Linked DNA regions of Mus musculus: region 1 is linked to region 2. A link is a contact called in public HiChIP or PLAC-seq data. All regions are on one chromosome and are shown on one strand. The core of a region is the stretch at or near the end of the contact, and the rest is flanking DNA. Distances in the headings are between cores, read along the strand shown.

Region 1 (4,590 bases), core at 1,745-4,244, 300 kb after region 2:
ACAGATGATTGCTTACACCCAAAATGATGGCGAGGCTTCATGGAGTCAGTTAGAGATAGACTAGAGAGAATATAAACTCACTTTAAAGTTTATTGCCGAATGTTTGTGACATACTAGGCACTGTCCAGAGAACTGTACATAATTTAATCCTGTGAGATATTAGTATCTGTGCCTTATAAATAAAGAAACTGAGGCACAAAGAGAATAAGTAACTTACTGAACCAGTAAGTGTCCAATCGAACGTTTGTCCCGGGCATCTGGACTCTAAATCCCACATTCATAACCGCTTACCATACTGCTCTATGTCTAAAATCACAGAGCCAAATGCCTCTTTTCTCTGTGGTCCACATTATAGGGTAGCAGAAATATGATGAATGATTTTGGGAGACTTTGTTGTGAGCTTTCAAGGGGTGGCATAACACAGTTATAGCATACTATTAGAGAATTGAGTTCAAGCATAGGATTTCAGGACCTGGAAAGTAGATGCCCAGAGAAGTGGAGACCCTGAAGAGAAAGCTCAGCTTCTCGCACTGTCTCTCCAGCCCCCCTGAGGCCTGCACCTGCAACAGGCATTGGTGAGCGATGCCAACCTCATCCCAACAAGTCAAGTCCCCTGAAGCTGCAGCAGAACAGTCCAAGAAGACCAGCTGGAGGCTGAAGGGCATTCTTCCAGCCTGCCAGTCACCTCACAGGCAGCATGTGCCTGTGGCCTCGGAGGAAGCACCTGCTGACTAGTCGTCATGCCACTCACACGTGAGTCAGCAACGGGACAGCTATCCTCTGCGTCCCCTGGGCTGCCAAGTGGAAAACAAGTCCATTCAGGCAGCACACCAGGTGCAGACTCCAGATGTACAGGCAGACAGACAGACTCATGTGTGTACATCCTCATAAACACACACAGGAACAACGGCAGGCCCCTGCTGCCCGTCTACCTCTCTCTCCCACAGACTCATGCCACAGTGTTCCTCCAAGATGGAAACATGACTCACTGTGCAAGCCATCCCTTTGTGAGAAACTTTGCACTCATTTGCTGAAACACACGAACTGGAGAGCAAGGACCGCTTTCCTGTCTTCTACTCATCCCTTCAGTTTGGTTGGTTGTTTTTTTGTTTGTTTGTTTTGTTTTTTGTTTTTAAACAGTCTCTTGTAGCCAAGCCTGCTCTCAAATGTCTATTCCTCTTGCCTCTACTTCCCAAGTGCTGGAGGTACAGCTGAGTGCCACCATGTCCAGCTATTTCCCATCACCTTGGTCCCGAGGAATTCCTTTGTCCTTCAAGGCTCAGCTCAATGGGTGGCCTGCCCGGGAATGGTCTGGTTTGGGTACCTATGCAGGTGCTCTTCGCCATCTGTTCTTACACTGGTCCATTCTGAGTGGTGTGGTGGTTATCACGTTCACCTCTCAGCGATTGGTTCTACATGACTGTAACAAATAACTGAGAACACGGCTTAAGGAAGGCAAGATTTCTTGTGCTTGCTGTTTGAGAGGTTTCTGTCCATGATCCTCTGGTGAGTCTGAGCATCATAGCAGGAGTTGGGGCAGAGCTGCTCAATGGCAACAGAAAGTAATGAGAAAAGAGCAAAATGGTCTCAGGACCAGATACATTCTTGAAACGCATGCCCCTGGCAACCATTTTCTCCAACCGGCCCCCGCTTCCTAATTTTCATCATTTCTAGCATCATCCTCAGATTCTGAGTCCATCAATGAACTCACTGATGAATCAAAACTCTCATGATCCAATCACCTCTCAATGACTGGATCTACCAAGGGCCAACGATGTTTCAACACGTGAGCTTTATAAAAGTGCATCATATCCAAACCGGTGAACTTTAGATGCTTCTGTTGTATTCTCTGCCTCTCCCTAAACATCAGCTTTTGCAGTCAGGAACCATGGCTTACTTATTTTTGATCCCCAGTTCTCAACACAATGATTGGCACATTGTAGTAAGAGTGGTACGTGATATCTGCACGTACAAACGACACAGTCATCATCCCACCTCTCCCTGGAGAAAGGCCATGCTGGCCCCTGCTTTGCAGCCTCTCTTTTCTGACCATCATGCAACTTCACCACATATCTGCTCATACATAATTGCATATGAATGAACAATTTTTAATTAAATCAATTCATTTGTTTAAATTCATTATTCTGATACACACACACACACACACACACTCACACACACACAGATGAGATAGAAATTTCCTGATTTTTTTCTCAGAAATTAAGACTGAAGTCATGAATTTAGAACTCCTGAGAAGAGCTGGTAGACAGAACAAGAAATGACAGGATCTCCATCAGATCATCGCAGCCTTGGGTGATCACAGCCCAGTATGTACATGCACCCTTATAACTAATCAAAATGTGAGGAGGTTGGCATGGAACACACCCACGTCTTTCTTCAAGGGAAGATACACTGCCTTCACTGATGCAGACAGAGCCTCAGCGGCAGAAATTCCCTAAGTGATGAACGGTGTCTATTCACTCTATCCCTGTCCTGGACTGAGCTTCTAGTGAGGTTAGTTGAGGATTTGAGGTCTATAGTGGGTCTCAGTATCCTTCTCTGCCTCTGTCCACACAGCCACAAGCTTAGACAGGTATAGTCCATCCCAGGAAAACATGGGAATAATCTCAGAACTTGCCTGTGACCCACATACTGAAAGGACTGGAACAAAGTGGCCCCCGTGGAAATAAAGCTATCACCATTCTGCCTGCTTTCAGCATGAGCCCTGCCTCTTACATCAGTGGAACAGGAAAGGATGGAACAATGGTTCTCAGGAGCCCCCCACCCCCAGGCTGAGCTTCTAATGGGCTCTACTGTGCATGGGTGTCAAGCACCTCGTTTGTATTGTCTGAGTCACAGACCCCATGGGGCCCATGGGGTTGAAGTCTGGAGCCACAGCACAAAAAGACTTCCTTCTGTTGGCCTCCTCTGTCCTCACCCCAACTCTGGCTCACAGGAATCCCCAGCCCAGGCTAGGCTGGCTGGTTCTTGGTGAACAGGGCTACCAATGCTCTGACTCATCGCTGGCAACCTCTTCAGGAATTTTGGAATAGGCAGAGGCTCAGGTGACTTTTGTTGTTTCAGCTGGGAACATCCCTGCTCTTAGGGGAGAAGAGAGAGACAGGAAATGGGGACGGGCAGTGAAGTGGTCATGCTGCAGACAGATTAATTTTGACCTTGGGAAGGATAGCTTGCACGAAAGAAGTCAGGTACAGAATACTGCTGATCGAGTGACCTTGGGCCCTGTCCTCTACTGCAAACTAACCACATAGTGAAACTAACTCATCAACTCCAGAACACACTGCACAGGACCAGCCTCACCCTCTTAGTCCTTCTAAATCTTCAAGGACTGGTCACCTGAGAGGATGCTTATATCCTATGTCACCTCTTCACATTTTTGTTTGGTCAGTTTTTTTGTTTGTTTGTTCTCCAGATAGGGTGTCACTGTGTAGTTCAGGCTAACCTTGAACTTGAGGTGATCTTTCTGCCTTCACTGCCTTTCTGCTGCTTGGAATCACAGAACTGCATGCCTGGTACTCCGTACTTTCAAGTGTCAGTGAATGGGCCAGAATATTTAACAGACATCAGATAGAGATGGGTCTGTCTCTGAATCGTCACTTTTCTGCTCTGTGATTGTAGCCAAGTGGTATATGTTCTCAGAGCATCCTTTACCCCTCCTCTGAAGCGATTTAGCAGCCATGACTAATGATTAGCAAGTATCAGAGCAGCCTGTATGCTCCTCTCAGGCCAGCACTTACTGCTGTGAGTTGAAATTACCCATGTTGCACTAACTGGGGGTGTGGTGGGGTGGGGTGGAGTGAGGTGTACAGGAACAGCCACGCTGAGGTTCTAGTTCATGGTCCCAATGCTAATATTTTGAGTGCACAAGGATGGAGAGGAGGGAGGGGAATTGAAACCCAAGATAGAGCATTGTCGAAAATGAGGGGAGTGTGTGACTGCAATGCTACTGAAGTCTGATGAGGAGGGAGCCATGGGCGCCATGCTTTCCCACACTTTTCTGAGGTGATCTGGCAGTGCCGGCCTGTCTTGCATTGTGGGGTTTCCCTGCAGCCTTGGTTCTGAACATAAAACATGCTAACTTTGCACTGTATGTGCCATTCTAACATGCAACACCAACCCAGGCTGCCTGAGCTGCCCGGGCTCAGCTTGAGACTGCTATCTGCCCCAAACTGCAGTGTCTCTGCTGGCTTGTATTAATTTTTGATTATTGCACACTCAGAAGCTTTTGATGGTTGCTATGTTTTTCTGAACCTCCACTTCATGACTCCACGTGGGGTTACAACTCATGGTTTCATATGGTGTGCTCTAGAGCACGCTGGGACTCTAGAAAAGTTCCCTTATGACACAGGGCACTGCTGAAGTGGTCTCAAAAACCTTGCAGGGTGTCAGGAAAGAGAAATCTGACTCTTCTGAAGTGACGCTGGTAGCTCCTAGAGAACGAGCCTATATTGTGGCCCTTTCTGCATTCAGTGCCTTTGATGGCCTCACTTCAGCCCCCAATGCGTGCAAATGAATCCATGGAGGCAGTGGGCGGCTGCTGTGGGAAAGGGATGCCGTGAAACATGACAA
Region 2 (5,103 bases), core at 1,321-3,820:
ACACCATTCACGAATCAGCGACAATTTGGGTCCAGTAGAAACTGCAAGTCTCTGCCTATAGTCACAAGCAGCAAAAAGCCACTGGAATATCATGAGACGTTCTTTGGTGCATTTCTCTCTATGAAGTCATGACAAAGGATGATCAGTGAAGAAGGCAAGATGAACCAATTCCACAGCATCAACAGGGAAAAGGACTATCAGCAACGCCCAACAAAGACCAGCCACAGCGTTGCCCACTCTCTGTTGGATTATACTTATGTCCTTTCCAAACGTCACATGTGCTCTGAAGCATCTGCTCCAGCAAAGCATCACATGCCCTTTATCCAGATGCAGCTTCCAAAAAAAAAAAAAAAAACATGTATCTGTTCTCAGCAAAACATCCTCTCATAAGACAGTTTTCAGAAAAACATCACATGACACAACTGAGTCTCCAAAGAAACCAGAGGTTTCTACTCCATAGTCATGAAATATTTTAGTAAATAATACATAATTCACCAAGCTGGATCATAACTGTCAATTATTCAGATGAATGCACTGTACTGTTGCTAAAGAGTGAACTACATCCTCTACAAATGAAGCTTGGTTAAATATTTTATTTTTCAGATGATTAGCAAGACCACACTAACAGCAATGTGGTAGCTTTGTGGAAAGGAAAAACACTAGAAAACCTACATGGATACATCTTGAAATAGGATGAAGAAATTATAACAATGAAATACCACAAGGCTGAGGGCTTTGAGAAAGTGGCTCTCTTATCTAATGATTAGATAGGAAATGTTGCAGGAAGTTAGACTCTATAGATGATAGATCAAGGAATGATCTCTAATAGCATAAAATGCAGTTGCCATAGTAGCCATTTGAGGCCTGAGTCCAATAGTGAACAGGATTATGAGGCAATGAAAATACTGTGGTAGATCTTTACTGACAGCTGGCTCGGGAGCATTCAGCATTGGAGAACTCCACAGAATCACAGAGCTGGGCACAAGCTCTCATTGGTGTTAGACGTAGCTATTTATATTAGCTCGTGTAAAGAGAAATGACGACTGTTTTGGAAGACAGATTTAGGGATCTGATTTATAGTCCAGGAGGAATACAGATCCTGTTTCATCTGGCAAGAACAGGAATAAGATGGGCATGGTGGTGAGCGAGTAGATGTGGTGATGTTAAAGAAGAAGAAAACGTAGTGAGTCAGCTACAGAATGATGCTACTTAGGAAAGAAGATCAAACCCAAGAAATACCTTTCAGATACTGGAACCCCAGATTAGCCAAGAGAACACTGCTGCACCCTTACACCCTTACTGTGTTCATTTTTTACTCACAGAACCCTGAAGCTACTTATAGGAACATTTTAGAAGTGGCATTCTTTGTTCTTCCAGGTGGTAGGGTTTAATATGGTTTTGAGTTCCTAAAATAGTTAGCATGATAATTTTGAAATTTAAGAAAGGAAATAAATGCTTACTTAAAGTGACACGGACAATACGACCAAAACGAAAAACAAACAAAACAAAAACAAAAAAGAACCCCCGACTGAACAACAACAACAACAAAAATCTCAACTATCTTGGTTACAAATGGGCAAAGGACTTGCTTTCATGGGTAGATTATCTTTCCAAAGGAGTATTCAGATGCCCAGAGAGCACGGGTAAGGTACTCAGCACCACTACCATCATATAGATAAATCAAAGCCACAGTAAGATTCTCCCACCAGGATAGCTCTGATCAGCACAACAAATGATAACCTCTAGGGAAGATGTGAAGAAATGAGAAGGCTTATGGGTTGCTGGAGGCAAGGTAAACCAGTACAGCAACTGTCAAGATAGAGAACAGTGTGGCAGTCCCCACCCCCAAATTAAACATGCACTTGCCATGGGGTGAAGCAGTTTCACTTCTAAGCATGCCTAAAGGAACCAAGCAGGGACTTGAATAGATATTTTTAAACTCAACTTCACAGCATTATTACAAAATCCAAAAGGCAGAGGCAACCCACGTGTCTATGGACCAATGAGTGGTCTACATATATGAGGCTTTTCACTTAGCCTTAAAAATGAATCAAACTCTGAAAAGTTTCACAGCATGGATGAACCATCAAGAAAGCCAAGTCAAATGAGCTAGGCATGAAAGGATACATACTGCATACCTACTTCCCAATATGCAGTGCTTAGAGGGTTCAAATGCACATGGCTGGGAAGTACAGTGAGGGTCAAAAGGGGCTTGGAGGAAGACATGGGTATAATAGTGTTGTGGAACTGGATAGGGTTGATGGTTGCACAACATGAGTATATTTAGCATTATTGCTGAGCTGCATGTTCAAAATGGTAATGTTTTTTAAAAACTGTATTTCATCATAGATTTATAAAGATTGATTAGAAATTGACTAGGTTACCTAAACATGTATGGGGGATGGGTGTTGAATTGGCTCATCTGTGGTGGGGGGCTGATCTCAGATCTGCTTCTTTTCCCTATCTGGGTGTGTAATCTGAAAAAGAAGTCAGCATGACACAAATGTAATATGCAGCTGACGCAGCCCTGAGAGGTGTGGCCCACACAATCAAGACTGAGAAATAGCTGAGGTCTGAGTCAGAGATGCTTAAAATACAGCATAGCTGTGATGTTAGGGAAGAGGGATGGGATCACACCAAATCAGTGCTGCCCAACTCATTTGTCCTCATTGATGGGAACAAACTGAGGTGTGGTGGAAAGAACACTGAGGTGGTTTTGAATATCAGAGATCTGAGCTCACACTCTAATCGCATATTTTGGGTGTGGAGGTGGATGGGAGAAGCACCCCCACAAATTCTGGAGAAGGAGCATATACAGGCTAAGAAGGATCCGGAGGGTTTTTCGTAGGAGATGAAGTAAGTCAATAAACTGAGTCCTCCAAGGAGCAAGATCCCGACCATGATAGAAAAGGAGAAACTTGGGAAAGGTGCCCTGGCAAATGTGATGGAAGGCAAGCAGGATTAGTAAGGATTTCTGGGCAGCACCAGGGGCCCTTCAGAGAGTAGATAAGGGGGATTTTTGTAGCCAAACTAGTCACAGCTGTTACATGACTTTCCCCAGTGACAGGTTGGGGATGAAGAGCCATGATAGGGGTGTGGAGAAGGCAAAGCAGGTAAAACACTTGCCCTGCAGGCATGAGGGCTCACACTCAGATCCTCAGATCCTACACTAACCTGGACACAGCAGTGGACATCCATAATCCCAGCGTTTTCATGGCAAGATGTGAGGCAGAGACAAGAGAAGACCTATACGCTCATGGGTCAGAAAACCCGGCTAACAGTGAATAACAAGAGACCCCAATAAGGTGGAATTTAAGGACTGATACCCAAGCTTTTCCTCTGACCTTCATATGTGGATTGGGCATCCCTGTGATTATAGTTACTCCTGTTGAAGGTGGCTTTTAATTGAACATATTCAGGCTTTAATTACCATGTAAAGGACCCTGGGGGAAGGGCAGTGAAGTATGTGATGGCTAATCATATACAGATTTTTTTTTTTCCAGGCAAATGCCTAAAGAAAAGATTTAATAGTTTTTACATTGTTCTTTAGTTTCTGGGTGTTAAGATTTGGAAAGCAAAAAGGCAGTTTTAAAACATTAAAAAAATATTGCAAAGTGGGTATGTTTTTAGTTTCCCCGTAGAAACAATTTCAAACTCAGACTCTGCTGTTAGGGACCAACTCTGCTGTCCCAGGGAAAGTTGGCCTTCTGCAAATTCTGACTGAACTGCTGTAGGTGATGGTGCCTAGCATCCCGTGTGCTGTGCCTCAAGACAGAAATAAAACAATTTTATTATTGGGATTGATTTAGTGACCACCTCCACCTCAAATGTTTCTTATATTTTCTCCACTCTCTGAATAAATGTTCATTCACTGTTCAAATAGGCAACAAAAAGAAAGTTTGCCATGAGTTTTCTTGGCAAAGCTATGATTTTTTAAAAATATACTAGGAGTAGCAGGATGCTAAAAGCATTCTGTGCTGTCGTTGTTTTGTATATGATACTGTGCTGAAGTTCTCCTGCCTGTTGATCTATACTGTCTGCTTTGACTTTAGCCACCCATAATTACCTTTGCATGTCATATCATTGAGTTTCCCCACTAGTGAAACATGAATAATCTCAGTAGGTATACCCATGGGTCCCTAGAGGACTAAATGAGATAATTCATGTGGAACCCATAGCATAATGCCAGCATATAGAAAGTAATCAACCAATCAGTTACTCCTTGCCTTAGTATAAGCCTCAATCTTTCCTAAAATTCACTCTCAGGGTTTGAGTGTACTTCCACCCCTAAATTGCTCCATTATAAGCCACTATGATGTAGCCACCATTACTCTCTCTCTCTCTCTCTCTGTCTCTGTCTCTGTCTCTCTCTGTCTCTCTCTCCTTGTCTTTCACTTCCTCTTTCTCTTTATACTTTAAATGCCAATGTTTTTGGGTAGGTATCTTTAAGGCAAACATTCAAACAAACAAGCAAACAAACAAAACAGCTAAGTGAATAATTCCCTATGAATTAGGCAGCATTCTCTGGAGGAACAGAATCAATGCAGTGCATAGCTAAGTAATAGGTAGGTGAGTAGGTAGATAGATAGATAGATAGATAGATACATACATACATACATACATACATACATACATACATAGACAATCTATTAGTTTACAGGCTAGTGTCTGGAGCCTAACAACGGCCTGATAGTCATCTGCTAGTTGAATGACTGTTCCTATAGGTGAGGGATACCTTGGCATTCCCAATCCAGCCCTGAAAGCCTTCTTTGTTTAATTCTGTCAAGTGCAAGTTGGGTACCCTTCCTGAGCATTCCCTAAGATGCGATGTCCTCTGTGCACGCCACAATACCCAAAGAATCCTCTCCTTCTCCCTTTCTCTTCCTAGATTCATAAGGGCAAAGTTCACATCAACCTGGTTCATCAATGCAGTCCACTGGGCTACCAGGTTCATAGAAACCTCTTGATAATGACATATAGAACAAATCCATGCAAATCCATGAAACAAGACTTGTCACTTCTGTTTTACAAATAAAGAGATATTGGCAAATTTACAAAACATAATTCAGGTAGAAATGGGAATAAAATAAACTTATAGCTGAA

Evidence for each region. HiChIP or PLAC-seq counts read pairs in DNA pulled down with a chosen protein or histone mark.
Region 1: a contact with region 2 is called in an H3K27ac HiChIP or PLAC-seq map of embryonic fibroblasts, with 9 times the contacts expected there. The contact joins two enhancer-like sites. A contact is called at or near these places in 1 of 15 datasets of contacts at CTCF or cohesin (large pre-B cells), 5 of 484 Hi-C or Micro-C datasets (the HL-1 cell line, Sertoli cells, embryonic fibroblasts and 1 more) and 4 of 115 datasets of contacts at active chromatin or transcription factors (embryonic fibroblasts, epiblast stem cells, pancreatic cancer cells and 1 more).

Annotation. Positions count from the first base shown.
Region 1 is chr7:89,835,032-89,839,621 of GRCm38.p6, forward strand. The region is part of intron 7 of Me3 (malic enzyme 3, NADP(+)-dependent, mitochondrial); the gene reads left to right. Among named protein-coding and RNA genes, the nearest start is that of Ccdc81, 66 kb to the right of the region's middle. Within about 2 kb of position 2,995, at least 58 of the 459 cell types and tissues checked have an H3K27ac peak or open chromatin away from gene starts, as enhancers often do. A contact at or near this core is called in the HL-1 cell line, embryonic fibroblasts and pancreatic cancer cells, where this site is marked.
Region 2 is chr7:89,538,566-89,543,668 of GRCm38.p6, forward strand. No RefSeq gene overlaps it. Among named protein-coding and RNA genes, the nearest start is that of Prss23, 24 kb to the left of the region's middle. Within about 2 kb of position 2,571, at least 51 of the 459 cell types and tissues checked have an H3K27ac peak or open chromatin away from gene starts, as enhancers often do. A contact at or near this core is called in the HL-1 cell line, embryonic fibroblasts and pancreatic cancer cells, where this site is marked.